4 separate regions of the Mus musculus genome follow, and all the other regions are linked to region 4. Evidence: chromatin contacts called from public HiChIP or PLAC-seq and promoter capture Hi-C data. All regions are on one chromosome and are shown on one strand. Each heading gives the region's core, a stretch centred on a gene start, on an enhancer-like site or on the middle of the called end of the contact. The rest is flanking DNA. Distances are from core to core; before and after follow the strand shown. Region 1 holds the start of Slc38a6 (solute carrier family 38, member 6). Region 2 has its middle 63 kb from the start of Daam1. Region 3 holds the start of Mnat1 (menage a trois 1). Region 4 holds the start of Pcnx4 (pecanex homolog 4).

Region 1 (5,347 bases), core at 282-2,781, 750 kb after region 4:
TACATGTGAACACATTCACAATGGCTTTTGAGGATGAAAATATAAATTATCTTTCAAGTCACCTGCCAAGTGCTGACAAAAGGTTTGGATGGCAAGGGAGGGCAGTCTCTCTTGCAGGTTAGAATGATCACTGTCCCTGGTAAATAATACATTTGCATTTTCAGTCTATTTGCCCCTATAACAGAAAAATTAGTGGTCTAGCAATCTCCCTATACCCAAAGAACTCTGCTCACAAATTTCGACAGAATACACATAGAATAGGAAGTATGAAATTTGAGTTAAGGGTCATCTCTAAATGAAATGATCACTATATGTGATGCCACCAATGGTAATACTTACTGGGATATTCTTAGGAGATCTTATTTTATTTATTCAACGGGCTGTTGTATCAGAAGCTGTGTTATGAAGTTTGTAAGCTAAGGGGTAAGTTAATCACCCAAAGTTATGTGGCTGCTAAGTGGCTTGGCAAGGCTTAAACGTTCATTAAGGTCTTAAAATGTAGCTCACTGGTAGAAAGCTTGCCTAGCACGCATGAGGTCCTGGGGTCATCCCTAACAGCACATAATATCAGGCATGGTGGTGCCTACCTGTAATCTCAGCATGAGGAAATAGGAGGATTAAAAGTTCAAGGCCAGCCTGGGATGCATTTGAGACCAGACCTCAAAAACAAACAAACAAACAAACAAACAAAAAAAAAAACAAAAGCTTGGTTAAAAATGACCTGAAAGCTGGGGATACAGTTTAGCTAGAAGTGTACCTAGCAAGCACAAGCAAATTCATGGGCTTTCAGCACTACATAGCCTGGGCACAGTGGTGCAGGCACTCAGAAAGCAGATCAGAAATTAAAGTCATCCTCCAGGTTGGTCTGGATACATGAGATTTGTCCCTTCCCATATGACCTTAGTATACTGTTAGGATGTCTATCATAGTGTACTGCCATATGCCATGCCTATAACTAAAAGCTTCAGTATTTTGACAAGGCTTTACTGTGTTGTTTGAAGTAAATGTAGGCGTCCGTTTTCCATCTGTAATATGTGGTTTAAACTATGAAAAGATTTTTGTGGTAATGGGAACCTAATCCCGGCACTTCTCATGCTATCCAATCCTACCACTGGGTGCATCAGCCCTCACCATGCATTTGACCAGCCCCCTACCCAAGGGCTCCGGCCTCGGCTTAGCGGCCGGTGGACAAGGAGATGAATGACCTGGTGGCCTTTTTGCGCTCATTGGGCAAGAAAGAAGAGCACGAGTCCCGCCGCGGTACCGTCAGGTTTTCTACATCACCCGGGACACTACTGCCCCCTCACCAGCTGCACCTTTCCAGGGCCAGCGTCACCCGAGGCCGGCTTCAGACCCGAACCCCTCACCTCATGCTCTGGTGCAGCTCGGAAATAGGGCGTCGGAGGCTGGTGACGTCATCACTGCTGGCCGCGAAGGCAGCGTAGAGTCCGACCCTGTGGACTCGCACCTCTCTTCCGGGCCCGCGATTTGCTACGAGAGCCCGGAAGGGCCAAGCCCGTAGCTCCGCCTCTGAAGCCGCTCAGCCGGGGCGCTTGGGGTTAGGGGAAGCGGCTCCGTGATTTACTTAGCAGTCGGTCGCGGAGCACCATGCAGGCGTCCCGGCACAGCATCCAAGCGGAGCCAGGCTGGTACGTCTCTGCCCAGCAGCCAGAGGAGGCGGTGGCTGCAGACGAGTGGAGTCCGTTGCTAAGCAACGTAAGTGGGCTTTACTGGCTGCGCTGGGTTCCTGTGCGCTTCGGTATCTTTCAGGGCTTGCAAGAGGAGCCTTGGACTGCAGGGGACTGACCCTGGGGTGGGGCCCGAACCACTGACCCCAGGCGAGTTTGGAATGTGGCAGCAGCATGGAGCACTCAGTCAATAGTGAGAGGCTTGGAACACCAGCGGGATGAGCCTCGGTTTTGTGACTCACCATTGCTTTGTGTCATTGTCGCCTCTGTCTCCTCTAGCCTTGTGAGGTCTTGCAAGAACATCACACGATGTTTCTTTTCTGGATTTAATCATGGGGCCAAGGGAAAGATGAGCTATAGGCACTTTAATACTCAAGTCCCTGTAAGTGAAGATGAGGAGAGGTCTCTGGTAATGTGCACATTGCTCGTCCTTAACCTAAAGCCGGTGTAGTGGGCTGTGTGTGCCCGGGGGCCCCGGAGCCTCTTCGGTCTTGAATGTCCAGCCTAGGAGGGCCTTGGGCATGCTAGAAAAACTCCCTAACTCAGAGCTGCTTTCCAGTCCTGCCACTCCACTTTTTATGAATCCCTGGACTGTAACAGCTGATGGTTTGGTTTATGTTGTCCCTGTAAGATATTCCTGCTAATCGACTTAATTCATTAGGCATATAAACAAAAGGTTAGTTTATTGCGGTCCTCGTACTTGAGGAAGAAGAGTTAGGGACAGAAGTTCCATGCTGACACTGGGATTCTTCAGGAAGCACGTGACTGAGGCCCGTTCCTCCTCTGTCTCCACCCTATCTTGATCTCTTGAAGTCACAAGGCTGTGGCTCCCACTGAAGCCAGCTGGGCCCTGCATGGGAGGAAGTAATTTTCCTGGAAGACTCGTTTCCTTGAGTTGCACCAATAGGTCAGAACGGAGGGAAAGGAACAAGTGTTATGTCCAAATGTGCTTTTCCTTGGGGTAATAACTCCTATGACGGAAAGCAACTTGGGAAGGGAAGGGCTTATTTCATCTTACAGCTACAGTCCGTCTTGAAGGAAAGTCAGGGCAGGAATCTGGAGGCAGAAACTGAAACGGGAGACCCGGAGGAAATATTGACTTGCCCCTACTGGCTTGCTCAGTTTGCTCTCCTTCATCCCCAGGAAGGCCTGCCTGCTCAGGGATGCCCCCACCTAAAACAGGCCGTGTCTTGGCCAGTCTCTTTAGGGCATTCTCCCAATTGAGATCCCCTCTTCTCCAATGAGACTAGCCTGTGTTACATGGGCGAAAGAACTAGCCACGTCCTGGTTAATTAGTGTTCACACGATTCCTCAAGTGTGTAGAATGGCTCAGCACACTTTAACTTCCTTCCTCAGGCATTTAATGTGGGTAAATGGTGTGTTTCCAGGAACCTCACAGGCAGGGATCCTCCGGTGCTTCCTTTGGTCTCTCCGTCTTTAACGTGATGAACGCCATCATGGGAAGCGGCATCCTTGGTTTGGCGTATGTGATGGCTAACACGGGTATCCTTGGATTTAGGTGAGGCCTGTTTCCATATTTTGTCATCACACGGTTCCATTTTGATAAGGAATTTTGATTCCAGAAGTTACCGGTCTACAATTTCTAGTTGGATTACTTCTGGGGTTTTAATGCTGTTTTGTTCCCCTTGTGCCTATCTAGTTCTGTGCTTTGGAGGAATGCTCCCTACAGTCATGCATGGCTTGAGGGGGTGGGCATTCATGTAGGAACCTCAAGAAAGGAACCCCGGGGCTCTAAGATAGCGTGGGCTTTAAAACAGCACCAGCAAAGCGGGGCTCTGGTGTAAGAATCAGAACCCAAGGGCTTATAGGGCACAAAAAAGAAAGGGAAGGCCACTGAGCATTGTCCCTTTTGGGCAGGTTGTTGCTAGGGGAAGCTTTGGAGATAAGGTAAGTGGTTAGGATGTCATGTGATAGATAAGCAGCTTTCCTGGTCAGACATGACTGGGGTCCATAGGGCACAGTGGGTAAGGATCTAGAAAACAAGTTACTTTAGGAATTGTTATTGTTTAACTAAAAGGGGGAGAGGGTACCAAGTGGAGTAGCCATGGCTAATAGTTCTGAAGTGCGGCAATGCTTTTTCGTTCCTGGGTGATCCTTATAGAGTATACTTAAACAAACCTAGATGGTAAAACCTTCTACACATCTATACAGTATTGCCTGTTGCTCATAGGCTAAAAAAATCACCTAATATAGTGCAGTCCACGTGCTAGTATAGTAAATGCCGCAGCAGTTGTAATGTAATCGTATTTGTTTATCAACACATGCAAAAAAGATCCAGTGAAAGAAGAAACCTGTTCCTGGATTGGACGTCGTGCTGAGAGGAACTGGAGAAGTCGTTTTAAGGGCCTTGTGTTTTGTTTTTCAATGTTTTGATTCTTGTTATAATAGCCTAAAAAACAAATACACCATATACCATATAAAACTTTTCTTTCTATATGTCCTTATTACATAAGCTTTTTAAATTTAATCTACTCTTATTCTCGTATTTTCCTTTTCCAACTTTTTCTTTAAAACTCAGACATAAGCACACTTACTACCCGAGAGCCAGGATCAGTTTACACACCTTGCTCATGGGGAGGTGTTTCGGGAGCAGGACACAGCTGCAGCCTCCTTGCCTGTGACAACAAAGCCTTTTCTGAAGCCCCTGAAGGACTGGTCCTGGTAGTTGGGAGGTAGAGACAGGAAGATCGGGGAATTCAGGGTCTTCCTCAGCCATATAAGTTCAAGTGAGACCCTGCTTCAAAAAACAAACAAACCAACAGCCACAACAATAAAAAAAGTGTGCCCTAAAATCATGATTTTTTAAAAGAATACAGTATGATAGTATAATAAATACAGGAACCGAGGATTGTATTACTTCTTCTTAGTGGATATTCAGTACTAGATGTAAAAGCACGTGTTGCGTTCATGATTATATGATTGGCAATGCAGTAGTCTGCTTTCCCCAGCTTCACCGTGAGCATGAATAATGTGTTCCCTATGACACGAGGACAGCCATGTTGTCTCTGAGACTTCATTGTTAACCCAGATATCACTGTGCAATACAGGACTGATGTTGATTTTTATTAATCTAAAAATGTGGCTAATCTAAAAAAAAAAAAAAACCACTTTGTATTAGTCAGGGTTCTCTAGAGTCACAAAACTTATGGACAGTCTCTAGATAGTAAAGGAATTTATTGATGACTTACAGTCGGCAGCCCAATTCCCAACAATGGTTCAGTCGCAGCTGTGAATGGAAGTCCAAGGATCTAGCAGTTACTCAGTCTCACGCAGCAAGCAGGCGAAGGAGCAAGAGCAAGAGCTAGACTCCCTTCTTCCAATGTCCTTATATTGTCTCCAGCAGAAGGTGGAGCCCAGATTAAAGGTGTGTTCCTTAAACTCGGAGATTCAATCTTCTGGAATCCATAGCCACTATGGCTCAAGATCTTCAAACCAAGATCCAGATAAGGATCTCCAAGCCTCCAGATAAGGGTCACTGCTGAGCCTTCCAATTCCGGATTGTAGTTTATTCCAAATATTGTCAAGTTGACAACCAGGAATAGCCACTACACACTTGATCTACAATTGATTTATGATTTTAAAAAGTTCAAGCTCATTTGTGTCAGGCTGGCCAATGTGAATCAAAACTTATCAGTCAG
Region 2 (5,129 bases), core at 2,611-5,110, 770 kb before region 4:
AAACAGAGTCAGAGCCGATCCTAGCCACTAAATGTGAAATCCCATTAAAGAGGTTACAATCACTTTGGTGATTTTGAAACTAAGGCTCCATCGCAACAGACAGAGCACGGCAGAAGCCAGCCAGCGGGAGCATCTCTAGACAAGGAATTCTGCAATGAATGGGCAAACAGGGACAAAAGCAGTGCTTTTCTTGTAGCCAAAGAGGAGAGGGCGCCTGGGTGGCCCTGGGTTTCTTTATGTCCATAAGCTTGTTCACACTGCTATCAGTTTTCTGCATGCTAATGTTAATAGCTGCAGAATGATAAAATCACCTCGAAATGACGAAGACACATATTTTTATAGAGAGACAATCCTCAGAGGCAACAGCTTGACTTTGAAAATACGATCATCTTGCTTACCTATCCCAATATCTCCCACGTCTCAGTACATGGATCAAGGAGAAGAAAACAAGTAGGGTTGCTCTGTGAGCATGTCCCTTTCCTGTCATGGAGTTTGGGATCAAGTGTGGTGGGGCAACGAATGGACATTCACTCCAAGTCTAGCCCTAGCAGGGTGTTTCAGAAATGAGATACAAAAGCATATATTTTTTTGCATTCATTTTCATTGCTATTACTTTTAAACTATATTTAGCATGTGTGTCTGTGTGCATGTGTGTTGTTAGTGTGTGTGTACATGTGTGTGTACAAATATGTGGGCTGAAGAGATGGCTCAGCGGTTAAGAGTACTTACTACTCTTCCAAAGGTCCTGAGTTCAAATCCCAGCAACCACATGGTGGCTCACAACCACCTGTAATGAGATCTGACTCCATCTTCTGGTGCATCTGAAGACAACTACAGTGTACTTACAAATATGCATACACCATGAACAGATAACAGCTTGCAGAAGTCTGTTCTTAAGTTCTACCATGTATGTCTTGAGGACTGAGTTCATGACATCTGACTTGACGGCAAGTGCCTTCACCTGCTGAGCCACCCTGCCAGCCCTCCAGTTAACTATTTCTTCTTAAGACTGACTGTTTGCCTATATCTCTATGGCAGAACTTGCTGAGTGAAATCAGTGGCTCCAGCTGCATTTCCAGTCAACCAGTCACTTGGAAACACTTAACCCCAATGAAAGGAATTACACAACAGCAAAACTCCCACTCACCTACCGATTGCTTAGGCAGCTTTCGGACCAACTCTCTTGGCCATGTTCTCCATAGCTGTACAGCTTATCCGTGATTTTTTCCCCCAACCATACTCTCTCTTGTTTCTCCATCACACCCAAACCTTAGGAGAGAATATTCTTTGTCTTTTTTTTTTAGGATTTATTTATTTATTATACATAAGTACACTGTAGCTGTCTTCAGACACACCAGAAGAGGGAGTCAGATCTCATTACAGATGGTTGTGAGCCACCATGTGGTTACTGGGATTTGAACTCATGACCTTCGGAAGAGCAGTCAGTGCTCTTACCCTCTGAGCCATCTCACCAGCCCTCTTTGTCTTTTTTTTTTTTCCAACTGAAGAACAGATTTTATTTATTCAGAGGAAACTGATCTGGTCCATAATTAACTCAGTTTAGTGGCCTCTGCCTTTTCCAGCTTGGCAATGGCAGCCAGACTTTGAACCCAAAACCTTGTCTCACAGATGTCTGCAGTTCCCATAGTATCTGTAGTAGTTGCTCCTTGAAGCTTCCAGCAGCCTAGCCAGAACAGCATTGTCTTCTGTGTTAACCTGTGTGAAGGCAATGCAGATCCATTTCCTCCAGTGGACCAGATGCCCCCAACCTGTTCTTCCTCCAGCTGATGCAGCAGACCCCCATCATGTGACCACTAGCTAAGCCTTCTTGTTTCCCACTAAGGTAGAGGCAGTATTGACCCTGGCTTGAAGGCATGGCAGTCTTTCAGTGGGGAGAGCACCCTTCAAAGGCAGCTCTCTTCTTCACCCAAGCCAACAGCCTCTTCTTCTCCTGCCCTGCCTCTGGCCTGTGCTTGTGGACTGGCTCTGATAGCCTAAGCTGGCTGAACTGGTTTATTGCAGGAGGCTCGTTAGCCCACAGGAGAGGACAGCCCTTTGCAGCTAAAGCCAGGTGCAGCAGAGCTGTTTGAAGTAGCCAGTGACGTCCCATTTTGGCTGGATATCCCATAGGGTGCCAAGATTCTTGGGCCTTTTCTCAAACAGAGAATTCACTGTTGGCATATTTGTCTTATTATTTTATTGGGTTCTTATATCTCTACCTCCCTTCCAACCCTTATTCCTTTCAACCCCAACACTGGATAGGAGAGAAAGAAGATTAGAGGGAAAGGGGGTGTGGTGTAGACCTCTCTGGCCTATTTCCTGCCAATTTGGGTCTTTGGATTCCTTGGGGTAAGTCCAATCTTAGTCATCAGAATATCTGGCCATCCAGAAAACCAGAAGACAAGCTATAGCAAACCCACCAGCAGCAGTGGGGGAAGCAACTGGAAGAGCATCAGCCAGCCCCACAGGCCCTCTTTGGGATCTCCTGTTTATGCCTTCTTCAGAGTCTTCTATCACACACACACACACACACACACACACACACACACACCACCTAGAAACAATCACAGTTAATTGCTGTGGACAACCTGAAGCAGCCCCATATCCCACGCTTGAGAATTAAATAAAAAATATATATTCACATAAAGAACTGTATTTTTTTTTTTAAGAAACCAAAACTCTCACTACAATTCACCATCTTTTGGGGCTCCTGGTCTTTTGTAAGAGCAGAGCTGGGACCACCTTCCTCTACACTGCCGTCTTTTCCTCTACTGGACAGAAAAGGAAAACCCCATTAGCCAATCTCCCCTGTGACTCACTTGGCCAGGAGATGTAGCAGGCTGACTGTGGTCAGTGTGGAGCAGTGAGGGGCAAACCCTCTCAGTCTCACCACCTCCTAGGACACAAGTGATGTTTAAAATGTTTGCAATGCTCTAGGAAAGTGGACCGGAGATGCCTCTCAGCTGTACAGTGCTTGCCTGGTATACACATAGCTGCAGCTTAATCCCTAGCTTAAAAAAAAGAGGAAGCAGAAGAATCCGAAGTTCAAGGTCATCCTCAGCCACACAGTGCGTTCCAGGCCTGCCTGGGATACAAGAAATAGAGTCTTACCTGTAATAGATTTGAAAAACAACGGCACAGAATGCCTCGGGTAAGATCGCTGATACCAAAATCACGTCCCTCTCCGACAACAGAACCAGTTAAAAGCCCTCTGTTTTCAGACTCTTTGATCTTAATTCAAATTAACTAAGACATTGTCTAGACTTTACCTAAAGTTTTCAAGGCTACAAATCAAATTAGATCTGTCCTAACAGAAAACACAAATTATGGATGGAAGAGAGCCCCCATCAACTGGCAGAGAGAACGATGGCAAGACGCTACCAGAAGGTGGCGGTGTTGTGCTTCGAAACGTCTCAAAGGTTGCCTGGAACTTGAAGCTTGAAGCGGAGACTCAAAACTCCGTGAGTTTATTGTTTTTGACATTCTCTACTCTTCCCTCTTCTAATGAAGAGTGTAGCACGGCTCTGTTGAGCATTTTGCCCGTAAAAATCCTTAAAATGCAAACGCCGACAAGAATACTGGTTTTCGTTTAAAAGCAGACCAACCAGGCAAAATTTCCTGCTGGAAGCTCTGCACAGGAAAGCAAAGGTCCTAGGACCTTAAGAAAACTTGGGTACACACGACAAAAACTGTATTCATAAAACCAACATTCTAACTTACGAATAATAACTAATAACGTACATAGAACTTACTAAGGCATTGTGAGAAAGAACAGAAATTATTCTCTACCATTCTCAGCTTTCTTGGACAGCAGCAGCAGTAATGACAGTCAGTGGCTGCTCTAAGTCTTTTTCTCTACTAAGCAGAGGCTCTTGTTCAGTAGCTTAAGCCCAAAGCACTGCGTGAGCACCACATATGTATTCTCTGGCTTCGGAGAGTCATGGAGGCGGCCACTGCTGTGTCACCCATTGTGGAAACAGAGTCATGGGCGTTGGTGGGGGGTGAAGGGTGAGGGGTGGGGGCGGAGGGTGGGGGCGGGGTTGTTTAGCTTCCTACCATTTTACTGTGTTTACAGGTCAGAGGGCAGTGGTCAGTTAACACCTACTACTCGCTCCTCTCCACCTTCTTGGTTTGAGATCCTTTTACTTATTCCTGAGGGCACAGAGGTTGATGCTGGTGAGGGAGAAACACGTCCACACTGTAGCACACCAGTCATGCATTTTTTAACATGAGCGTTTATGGAAATTGACTCCTAGTGTTTAGACACAGTCTTTTACTTCATTGGTTATTTATGATGCTTTGGGCATGGAAACGTGAGCTAGACTTGAAGGCTGGCGAAGGGAAGGGACTGAACTACCAACAGCCTTGCCCTCTCGCAGAGGAAAAGAAAATTCTTGCTTTCTCCAAACTGTATTCCAAAATAAATAAATAAATAAATAAATAAATAAAACTTCAAAGGATTACATTACCAGGATTCCAGCCATCTTTTTTCCATAAATTTTAAAAGTGAATTGTTTAATGCCTTTAGTGGAGTAAAATAGTTCAGAGAAGGGCAATATTATTATAAATAAGGAGCAACATAAACTTAACATAATGGATGCACTTACAGATGGATTTTGCTAATTTATTAATGGTATTGCTACTACAGGTTTATTTGTTTAACTAATAAAATGGGTATTGTGGAAATTAGCGCAGCATTTGATTTGAGATGTTGGAAAATAATAAGGATTTGAGGACGGCAGAAATAATAATAGTGTTCGGTCCCTCAGTGCTGACACAGTCTTCTCCAGCTTGAACGGAGAGAAGGAAGAATCGTTATTTAAAGCCTACATGTGAGATTTATTGAGGGACATTAGAAATTTGCGGTAGATACAGTCATGGGAGTACATTTCTAATAAAAGATTCCCCCATACAACCGTGAGTGGCTGTGCACAGGCAGGCATTGAGTCTTAGCAGCGAACCATCATTCGCTTGGCTGTATATCTCCCAAACTGAGACCTCCTAATGAGCCTCCAAGATGGCTGGCACATCTGCTGTCTTCAGAGAAGCAGAGACATGCTTGGCTCTGGGTCCAAACCATTACTCCTCACTTCACATTGAGATCCTATCTAGGAAGACTGTAAGCATAT
Region 3 (5,041 bases), core at 393-2,892, 590 kb after region 4:
TACTTCAGACAGAATTTCAGTTAGATGGAGGTGATTACAAAAATGCTTGGCATTAAAAATGTCCACATTTCACTGTTATTTGATGGCCTTTTTATGAATTCATTTAGTCTCCATTAAGCCTTTGTTAAGTATCAATAAATCCTTATCTCAGAGGTGGAGAAGACTTGTCCCTTACCGTAAGAATAATTCATTATCTAATAGACCTTTCTAAGGCATCTATTTGGCTAGGCGTGGTGGCCCTCACCTTTGATCCCAGCACCTGGGAAGCAGAAGCAGGCGGATCTCAATGAGTTTGAGGCCAGCCTGGTCTACAAAGCAAATCCAAGACAGGCAGGGTTACACAGAGAAGTGCTGTCACCCTGTCTCAAAAAACAAAATAAACAAAAAAGACTTCTGTATTCTTGTTAATACAATAAATGTGGCTTACAATTCCCAGAGAGAATCAGGTCCTCAGAGTTTTGGGATTGCTGAAATAAAGTTGTGTGCCTTTTTCTCTCTCTCTTTCTTTCTTTCTTTCTTTCTTTCTTTCTTTCTTTCTTTCTTTCTTTCTCTCTCTCTCTCTCCTTTCTCTCTCTCTCTTTCTTTCTTTCTCTCTCTCTCTCCTTTCTCTCTCTCTCTTTCTTTCTTTCTCTCTCTCTCTCCTTTCTCTCTCTCTCTTTCTTTCTTTCTTTCTTTCTTTCTTTCTTTCTTTTTTTAAATTTGTTTTTGGAGACAGGGTTTCTCTGAGTGTAGCCCTGGCTGTCCTGGGACTTGCTCTGCAGACCAGACTGGCTGGAACTCAGCGATCCACCTGTTCCTGCCTCTTGAATACTGAGATTAAAGGTGTATGCCACCACTGCCCTGCTCGAATTGCTTTATAAAATAACCTTTTATTTAACATTTTGGAAAATAAATGAGGTCTTTTATTGGGGGCAAGACATATGAGAGTTAGGTTGTACAATTCAGCTTGCCTGGCAGTCTTGAGGGGAAGGCCTTTGTGTAGGAACAGGTACTAGATATTATTTATAGAAGTATTCTGACATTTAGTAAGAATTTGTACAAAGAATTGCATTTAGATAATTTTTATGAATGTAAACAATTTATCTTGTTTTTTATTTTGTTTTTATTTTTTTTTGTTATATATTTATTTATTTTGGAGACAGTGTCTCCTTAGGTAGCCCAGGCTGTACAGAATTCAGTATGGAGCCTAGATCCAACTCATGGCTGGTTCCTGCTTCAGCCTTCCTAGTGCTGGTATTATAGGTGTGAGCCACTACACTTAGCATTATTCTAATCTTCATATATGTGAATCAAATTATGTTCTGATTACACAACTATGAAGACATCTACAGTACAGACTGTCCAATTTTCTAAAAGAGACTACTAGTTTGTGTTATTGACTTCATACCAGCATAAATCTTTGAAATCATGTGGATGTTTCCAAACGAAACAAGAATTTATCTTTTTGATATGATATGGTTCCTTGTAAAATGTAATTAGGCAAGAGGTGTGTAATTTAAAAGCATCCGTTCTCCCATCCCAAGATACTGAACTGATTCACCTAAGGTTAGGTTGGAACTGTAGCGGCTGGAACGGAGAACTCGCTCCCGGAACGTTTGTTTTGCAGCGCCTGGCTTCCAGCCGGTGCTCTTTCGCGAAGGACCATTCCGGCCAAGTGCCTGTTGGTAGCAGCTTAGTTGACATCTGGTCTGGGGGTTCTTGTAGGTGGCAGTGGCTGAAATCCGTGTGGAGGAAAAAAAAAAATCCAAAGCCGAAGAGACGCCATGGACGACCAGGGCTGCCCCAGGTGTAAGACCACCAAGTACCGGAACCCTTCTTTGAAGCTGATGGTGAACGTGTGCGGACACACTCTGTGAGTCTGGCGACCGTGGATTCCTGGGGTGGGAGGACAGCCCTGGGAGATGCCAGGAGGCCGCTGGGGGGTAATAAAGGGTGTGGTTCGTCTAAACAGTGGGGGAGGGGGATGCAAAAAGGGAGCGTCGATCCTTTAAAAGGTTCGTAGCCGCTCGCCCCTATCTTTTCTGGCCTACTTTGAAACTGGAGTTTTGATTGTGGCAAGCAGAAGTTTGGCAGGTTGACCCTCATCCACCTTTCCAGCCAGTGAAAATCTCGAATTTTTCCAGCTATGTGTTGTTAGCTAGACTCCAGACAGATGTCTGGCTGAAAGCGTGAGGGATTAGAATCTTTAATTTCTTAATAAATGTTTTTTTTTTTTAATTGAAAAGAGAACTGAAAACTTACTTTGGGTGTATACTGTTGCTGTTGATCGAGTGAACTAGTTGGAAAGCCTTCTGTGTATGTATACGTGTCCTGATGAGTTATGTTAGACTTAAATCATGTAAAGGAAGAAAATACAGACTTAAGGCAGTTACTTTGTAGCTAGATAATGGTTGGCTTTTATTGCGTGCTCATTTTGTTCCAGGCACTGTAGAGTCTTACCGTGAGCCATCTCTTGATAAGTTTATGCAGGTATAGTTTCTTCCTCACCGGAAATGATCCTGAGATTTCTCAGGATTGTGGGTCGTAGGAGTATGGATCCCAGGAAGTGGCTCTGGGAAGTAAGTGTATTTTGGTTGCTCAGTGGTGAAAGGATGGCGAGTGATTTTTTTGTATAAATGTTTTGAAGAATAAATGCAGAGTTTTGGTTAAAGTGTTTGTCAGTTTTTTATGGAGAAGTGGTTTAAGTAAAAGATAGTCTGAGACTAAAGGTACTATAAAGTTGTGAGCACAATATTCCTATAGGCTCAGTCTTCCTCCGGAAGGAAAAGGTAAAGTACAATGTGGTAGACAAGGTCTTCAGGCAGAAATTTGCACAATGAGCTATATATATAATTGTCATAATGTGATTATTAATTTCCTTAATTGGTCTTTCTTTTTTTTTTTTTTCCACGACAGGGTCTCTTTTCCTAATTAACTTTTATTTTGCTTTAGACAGCGTAACTGTGTCTGGATGGTTTAAGATTAAAAATCCAGAAAAGGCAGTCAACTGGAATGCATGAACTGTGGCAATGAGGGAATACTGCTGGTATATAATTAGGTGCTTGTTAAGACTGGGCATCAAGTGTTAGTCCAGCCTGACTTTAAAACTTTAGATTCTTCTCTGACTAAAAGTGTTAGAATTTCAGGTATGCACTACCATGACTAGCAGACTGTTAGATTTTTAGAAAAGTTTTGCAAAATTTCTGTGTCACTTATTTTAGCTCTGAAAAAATATTGAGATCATGTTCGTCCTTCATCCCCACTCTATCCTCCTTTAATTCCCTTCGAACTTCATCCCAAATTCTCCACCAGCTGCACCACTGAGACACATTCTCCCCCACTCACCACTGGGTACCCTCTGTGTTTGTGATGGAATGTTGAAGGGCAGATGGCTGTTGCTGTGGTGTGCACTCGAGGGCTGTTCCATGGCACTCCCTCTCATCTCTGGCTTTAACATTCTTTTTGCCGGCCCCAAAGCCTCTCAACCCCCATGTGTGGTGTGTGTGTGTGTGTGTGTCTATGATGTAGCTGTTCATCTATGATGTAGCTGTTCCATTTCTTTTCTTTTGTACTGGATTATTGTAGTGATGGAGTTTTCCTGCCTAAGAGTCTGGATTTTTTGCTTACTGAATAGTCTCTTTGGCTTTGTCTACTGTGTTTCTCTGTCCTCTGTGTTAAATCAAAATGATTAGGTGTATTGAGTTTTATCATATTTATATTTCACTGATGTATTTGTTGGTGAGAATAATTAGTAAGTGGTGTTTATTTATTTTGAGTAATATATAGAGATGTACACATTAGGAAACAGCACCTTGATTGGGCAGAACAGAAGGCACTCATCCTTGGGGGTTGCTCGAAAACGTGTGGGTATCCTCCGTGAGTTCTCTGGTCAGGGAGGAGGCTTCATTGAGAATTTCAGCCGCACAAACTTTCCCACACTTGCTCTCATCGTGCTGGGGTTACTGGCACTTGAGGCCATGTGCAGCTTTTTGTGTGGGTACAAGTATCTGAGCTCAGGACCTTCTGTTTGCACAGCAAGTGTTCTCACCCACTGAGCTGGCTCTCCAGATCTCCTCTCCACACTTTCTTTCCTTTTTCTTTTTTTGAGACAGAATTTTGCTTTGTAACTCAAGTTGGCCTTGAACTAGCTAGTAGCCTAGGCTGTCTGGGAGGGAACTTTGGTATCAGAGTTTCTTTCATAGGGTTTTGTCTTTATTGACACCTTCTAGTACTTCTTTTCTAGGAAGTTTTATTGTCAAATTTGTGCCCTAACATCCAAACGGATAACAGGAAATTGTATGTTAAACCTTAAGGATTATTTGTTAAGATGAAAATTTTATCTGTAAGAGCCAGAAATGATAGCATATTAATTGCCTAGCTCTTTATAAGTATAAACAGAAATAGAATTAGTTTTCTTATAACTTTTTGAAAAGGAAGCATGAAGTATATCTCACAAATATTATGATAGCCCTCTTGACTCTCAATTCTAGATTGGCCATTTAAGGTGTAAACTTAGTGAAAATTTGTCATACATTGTGAGGGATTACTTGAGGGAGAGTTCAAGTAAATTTAAGAGTTAATTTACTCTCATGTATGAAAAGATATTGCCAGTATCCTAAGTGAAACACTAATTTTTTGGGGCCTGCAATATGGTTAGCTTGAGTTTAATCCCTGGGACCTTTTTAGTGGGAGGAGAAAACCCAGCTCCTGCAAGTTGTCCTCTGATCTCAGAGACACACTCTTTCTCCAAGTAAGTACACATACGTAATAAAAATGGTTTTAGGAGTCAGTCTGTCAATTTGCTTCCTAACTTACTTAGCAAATAGAACCTAAGATGGTATATGGAGTGAGAATAATGAGAATTAAGCTTGGATATAGTAACAGTTTGGCTCAAGTTTTAAATGTGCTAAGTCTACTTTCAAAGACAAAAAAGCAAGGCTCAACAGTCATTTATTAGTTATTGATCTTTAGTAATTGATATTTTTGCAATTTTTCTTGTATACTCTATAAAATTTCCAAGTCTTGATTCCCAGACTTGACTCTTGATACTAAAGAATCATCT
Region 4 (5,742 bases), core at 2,601-5,100:
TCCAGAACGGGAAATACGGATGAAGAATCAGGGTGGTGGATGTTGAGGGTACAGGGAAGTTCTTAGCAAGAATAATGGATGCTAAGCTAAGAGTCCTCAACCCGAAATGAATGCTGCACTAGGAAACTATCCACTGCATTTCGGAGATAGTTGGAACATACGAACGTTTCCTTTATTAGCAGAACAGTTATCTTAGTAACATGTTTCAGTGATTGCTATTTTGGTTCTCCAAATATAAGAATGTAGCCACAAACCTACTCATGGGGGAGAAAGAGATGGTTCCACATATAAGGCATACCTTGCACATACATCTTGTTTAGTTCTGGACCACCTCGGTGAATCAAATGTCAAAACAGTCACAGCCGTTTTGGTTTCTCAGTACATATAAATGCTTTACCCAACTATATTGTAGCTTATTAAGTGTATGGTGGCATTGCATCTAAAAACAACACACATACCTTAATTACAAAGTAGGGGGCCCAGAGGATTGGCTCAGCAGGTAATAGTGCTTGCTGTTCTTTTAGAGGACCTGGCTTTAGTTCCTCACAACTAGTTTTTCACAATTAGTATCCGCATTGGACAGCTGACAAATACCTTTAACTCCAGGCCCAGAGGACATGACACCCTTCTCAGGCCTCAGCAGGTGCCTACATTCAAATGCACAAATTCATATTCAGAAATTCACAAATTCATATTCAGAAATGCACAAAACATAACTAAGTTAAAATAAAATGTAAAACATTTCATTGGTAACAAATCGCTAATGACCTTCTGATCCTTCAGAATTATCACCAATAGTGGGCAGTCTTGCCTCAATGCTACTGGCTGCTGATTGGTTCCTAATGATGGCTTCTAAAGCTTTGGAGTGGCTGAGGCAAATTCCTGAGACAATGTTTTCTTCACTGATTTATTCTTCCTTCCACAAACAATTTCGTGTGATGCTATTTGATAATATGTTAGCCAGAGTAGAACTTCTTCCAAAATCGGAGTTGATCCTTTCAAACCTTGCTACTACTTTATCGAGCACACTTAAGCATCTGGAACCCCTCATTGCCTTCCAGCACGACCATTAGCATCTTTTCCAGGAGTAGATCCCATCATCTTCTTACACAATCATCATCTTTGCCCCTTGCTAAGATACAGCTACTCATTGTCATTGTTTTACCACAGAATTACAGTAGCTCAGTCAAGTCTCCAGGCTGTATATACTATATATACTGTATATCAAGTCTCCAGGCTGTATAAACTGTATATACTATATATACTGTCTATACTTACAATCAGCTGCTTAGTGTGATCACTTTCAACGACTTAGCTAGATTTTCCAGGTGACTCACTGGAGCTGCTTTGTTGGTGTTCGCACCTTTCCCTTGACATGCAATGGAATGGAAACAGCTTCTTTAAGTATCGTGACGCAGCCTAGGCTAGCTTCAAGCTTTGCTTCTGTGTCTTCTTCTTCTGCCTTCACAGAGTCAAAGAGCGTGTGACTAGTTCAGTTTTCCATCCAGACCACTGAGACATCCTCTACACCAGCAGTTTCTATAATCAATTATTTCTTTCTTATTGTGTGTTTTCTCTTAGCATCACTTTTATTTCCTTTAAGAATTTTTTCATTTACAGCTTGAGTTGCTTGGTCTTGGAGGCCTGGCTTTCAGCCTGTCTTGGCTCTTGGCATGCCTGCCTCACGAGGCTTAGTCATTCTAGCTTCGATTCAAAGTGAGTAATACACAACTCTCCCCTTCACCTGGACACTTAGAGATCATTCTAGAATTACTAAATAGCCTAACTCTAGCACGGCTTTGTCTCAAGAAATGGGCTGCAGAAGTGGAGGAAAAAGGAAATCAACGAATCCGTAGAACTGTCAAAACACATTTCTCACTTAAGTTTGAGATAGTTAGAAAGGGGAAATAAGGGGCCATGGCAAGGAAGAAAAACCTTTCACTCCAGAGTCTGGTTGAAGTTCTATTCGCTAAGAGTCAAGAATTCTGCTGGTCCACCTCCCTGATCCCCCAAGGAAGTGTTTTGAAATTAAGATATGCATAATGTTTTTAGATATAATGCTACTATATACCTAGTGGCACACAATATCTTTTAAAGACTTATTTATTTTAATTATATGAGCACAATGTAGCTGTCTTCAGACACACCAGAAGAGAGCATCAGATCCCATTACAGTTGTTGTGAGCCACCATGTGGTTGCTGCAGGACCTTTGGAAGAGTAGTCATTGCTCATAACCACTGGGCCATCTCTCCAAACCAACACACAATATTTTAAGGTTAGAAACTTTTATATGTGTTGAGAAGCTCAAAAAGTTGTAATTCTATTTTGAAAGTTGAAGGTAAGATAGATAGTCCAGTAAAGCCGGGCATGGTGGCACATGCCTTTAATCCCAGCACTCAGAAGGCAGAGGCAAGCTGATTTCTGAGTTCAAGGCCAGCCTGGTCTACAAAGTGAATTCCAGGACAGCCAAGGCTATACAGAGAAACCCTGTCTCAGAAGAAAAAAAAAAAAAGTAATCCAGCAAGTGAAGAGAGTCAGCATAGTTATAATATTCTGTGAAGGTTACCTATAAAAAGGCAGTATTCCTTTCATGTAGAATCATTTCAAATAAGAATGGAAAAATACCTGCGAGCCATGCTTAAGGCCTAAGTATTTATGACCTCACACCTTTCTTAAGTATTTGTAAACCTGAAAGTATTTGGGACTCTCCAAACAAGACTATAAACATATTTTTCAAAACACTGTTTTTACTTTATCAGTTGTAATCCGATCCAAATTCAGGAACCTTCTGATATCACTCAACTTCCTTAGCAGAGCTTCCTACATAACCTCAGACATCACCAACACTGTATACGTAACATGCAAAGTGGAAGTCCCCACACTTTGATGTGTCTTACGCTGTCATTGAGCACATCTATCAGTCCCTCTATTTTATATTAAAATCACTTGTAGCCCGGCGTGGTGGCACACGCCTTTAATCCCAGCACGCGGGAGGCAGAGGCAGGCGGATTTCTGAGTTCGAGGTCAACCTGGTCTACAGAGTGAGTTCCAGGATAGCCAGGGCTACACAGAGAAACCCTGTCTCGAAAAACCAAAAAAAAAAAAAAAAAAAAAAAAATCACTTGTAGACTCCAACTCTGCTTCATACAGGCTCGCCCTGGAATTTTTTTCCTGTGGCAAATTCAAGAATCCCAACTTCACTTGAATGGAGATCTCTTGAAAAAAAAAAAATCCAGTTGCTAGGGTGACTATCTACAACCTGTGTCCCTGGGCCCTGGCTCGCTGCCACAGACAGGTTCATTATTTTACATGGATATAGTTTATAATGTGCCCAAAGTACTATAATACTAAGAGCAAAAATATAAATATAACAGGCACATGTTACCATTTAAAAACATTCCCATCCCTGAGGCTGTTTGAATGGCCTTAGTTCTGTAGTCATTAATGGAGGTATCCGAACCCTGGGGGATTGGACTTTTATTGCACTTCTGAGTCACGGGTCTGCCAATCTTGGAAAGCCTAGGCTCCCCAAGAGACAGTCAAGTCATCCAGCTCTCCAGCCTCGAGGTTGCCAAACGATGGACTCGTCACCAAGGCAACCACGTTCCTTCGTCTGGGCGTGGCCCGGGTGAGAGTTCAGAGGTGGTGCTTAGGCCGCTCAAGAACCAGAGCACCAGTGCGGAAGAAGTCTGGGCGTCTCCCACAACACTAGCCCGCCCGGCCCTGCGCGGAGGAAACCCCGCCTACCCTGCGCTGCTGTGCCGCACACATGAATCCGCCTCCGGCAGAACCAGGCGGCAGGGGGCGGGACGAGACGCACAGCCCCGCCTCCGAGCGCGCGTGCGCACTGACCCCTGGGAGGCACGAGCGCAGTTGATCTTAGCCATGGGAACGGGAGCGGTCCTGGAGGCCTCCGGTCAGCTGCTGGCGGGGCCCGCATCCATCCTCGGGCAGGAGTTCCCAACCGACTTCAGCTGGGGAGATGTGGTCCCAGGACGCCCTCGCGTCGCCTCTCCCCTGCGGTGACTCCAGGTATGTCCGTCCCCAACACACCTGAGACTTCGTTGCTGCCTTAGTTTCCACCCCTGGGTACTACTGGGTTCCTTCACCTTTTAATACCTCAAGAAACATCTTTCGCTCTCCATGAAACAGCTTTTAAATGCAATTATTGCTCTTTTTAATGTACTGAGCAAATTGAGTTGATCGAGGTAGTGATCCAGTTTGGCTTTAATGTGACTGAGAATACTTTTGCAGCCCGTGGAGTTACGTTTTATTTCTGAGAGGCCTCTGTGAAATGGAGAATGGCCCTTTGGCCCTGCTGAGGGATGGCCATGTTACTCTAATCAAGTTCATGGCCTATGCCCCTTAGGTAAGATCACTCTTTCTTGGTTTATCTCTGTCTCAAGCCCTCCTGACCAAAATTTGTTCATTCTTGGCCTCCTGGATATGTATAGCGCGTTTCTCAGGTTTCTCTGTCTCTATATAATCCTTTGCGTGTCAAAGACCAGAATTTTTAAAAATGAATCCCATTCGTTATTTATTAGACCTCTGAATTGTATGCTCTCTTATTCTCATGTTCCCCTTATTCATTTTTTCCACTATGGTTCTATTTTTTTTTCATTAAATCCCTGAGTTTAGAGAGAGAGCATTCATATTATTTTATATCTGCTTCCATTCACACCCAATCACCCATAATTTCTCACAGCATCCAGTACAGATATTGCCATTTTAGTGATTTAACTGCCTGGATCCCAGGCTAGCTACAGGTTATGCCTTTCCTACCTTTAGGAAATGCCTATTGGTTATTAACTGCTGTGGAAAATCCCGGGCAGGGGACCTTTGCATCCTCCTCTGTGAGAGCTTTCCTGAGGTACATACAATTCATTTTCTGGAAGTATACAGCTTACTGGTTTTGAGCATCTCAACAGGTTTGCACAATCATCTCTACAAGTTGGTTTCGGAGCAATTTGATTACCTCCAAAAGAAATCTTTTCTATTTAGCTGCTTTTTCTCTCTCCTCCCCAATATTCCTGCTATTAGTTGTAGGCAATCACTAATCTTTAGTCTCAACAAAATTATTTCAGATACTCGATATAAACACAACCTTAAAACATGTGATCTGTGTGCGTGCATCTAGCGAATTTTATGTTGCAGCTTGTATTATTCATTATTGTTTATTAGTATATTAGGCAGATATGCCCTGTATTATTTAGCCATTAGCCATTGGCAAAAAGAGTTTGCCAGTACTAATAATGCCGTGGACATTTTGTATAAATTTTTATGTAGGCATGTTTTCATGGATATAATACCTGGTAATGGAATAGGTATGTCAGAGGCTAATTCCCTTGTTTGGCTCTTTGAGAAACTGACAGATTTTTTTTTTTCCCAAAGCATAGCACCACTCACTGTACATCCCCACTAGATGTATTTGAAGGTTTTACATTAACCTCATCAACACTTGTTCTAGGCTTTCATTTTTATTTTAGCCAATCAGAGAAATTCACACTATCTCATGGTAGGTTTGGCTTGCATTTCCTCATGGCAAGCTTCATTTCCAGCATGGTCTATCACCCAGAAACTGTCAATTCTTATCCTTAGTTTATCTTTTTAAAACCAGGTTGTATTTTCATCATTGAATTGGGAGAATTAATTAATTAGCTAGTTAATTAATTAATATAGCTGAGATGCAGATCTCTAATTGCAGCCTTTTGCCATTCTGCAAATAGCTTCACTTCCCTGAT

Evidence for each region. Promoter capture Hi-C pulls out the DNA fragments that hold promoters and counts their contacts. HiChIP or PLAC-seq counts read pairs in DNA pulled down with a chosen protein or histone mark. Capture Hi-C pulls out chosen DNA fragments and counts their contacts.
Region 1: an H3K27ac HiChIP or PLAC-seq map of microglia shows a contact between it and region 4, with 6 times the contacts expected there. The contact joins the promoter of Slc38a6 here to the promoter of Pcnx4 in region 4. A contact is called at or near these places in 1 of 484 Hi-C or Micro-C datasets (CD4 T cells) and 1 of 115 datasets of contacts at active chromatin or transcription factors (microglia).
Region 2: a promoter capture Hi-C map of liver shows a contact between it and region 4, with 2.3 times the contacts expected there. The contact joins the enhancer-like site here to the promoter of Pcnx4 in region 4. A contact is called at or near these places in 8 of 39 promoter capture datasets (embryonic stem cells, hippocampal neurons, liver and 3 more), 1 of 15 datasets of contacts at CTCF or cohesin (pro-B cells), 3 of 115 datasets of contacts at active chromatin or transcription factors (bone marrow-derived macrophages, embryonic stem cells and microglia) and 2 of 9 other capture datasets (embryonic stem cells and pancreatic islet).
Region 3: a promoter capture Hi-C map of pancreatic islet shows a contact between it and region 4. The contact joins the promoter of Mnat1 here to the promoter of Pcnx4 in region 4. A contact is called at or near these places in 2 of 9 other capture datasets (adipose tissue and pancreatic islet).

What each region holds. Positions count from the first base shown.
Region 1 is chr12:73,285,317-73,290,663 of GRCm38.p6, forward strand. Slc38a6 (solute carrier family 38, member 6) reads left to right here and starts at 1,532. Exons shown (of 16, transcript NM_001037717.3): 1 at 1,532-1,716; 2 at 3,077-3,207. The coding sequence starts at 1,609. It overlaps Trmt5 (TRM5 tRNA methyltransferase 5), which reads right to left and starts at 1,395. Exons shown (of 5, transcript NM_029580.3): 1 at 1,368-1,395. The coding sequence starts at 1,372.
Region 2 is chr12:71,765,236-71,770,364 of GRCm38.p6, forward strand. No RefSeq gene overlaps it. Among named protein-coding and RNA genes, the nearest start is that of Daam1, 63 kb to the right of the region's middle. Within about 2 kb of position 3,861, at least 16 of the 459 cell types and tissues checked have an H3K27ac peak or open chromatin away from gene starts, as enhancers often do. A contact at or near this core is called in liver, where this site is marked.
Region 3 is chr12:73,122,075-73,127,115 of GRCm38.p6, forward strand. It overlaps Mnat1 (menage a trois 1), which reads left to right and starts at 1,643. Exons shown (of 8, transcript NM_008612.2): 1 at 1,643-1,852. The coding sequence starts at 1,764.
Region 4 is chr12:72,532,507-72,538,248 of GRCm38.p6, forward strand. Pcnx4 (pecanex homolog 4) reads left to right here and starts at 3,851. Exons shown (of 11, transcript NM_026327.3): 1 at 3,851-4,033.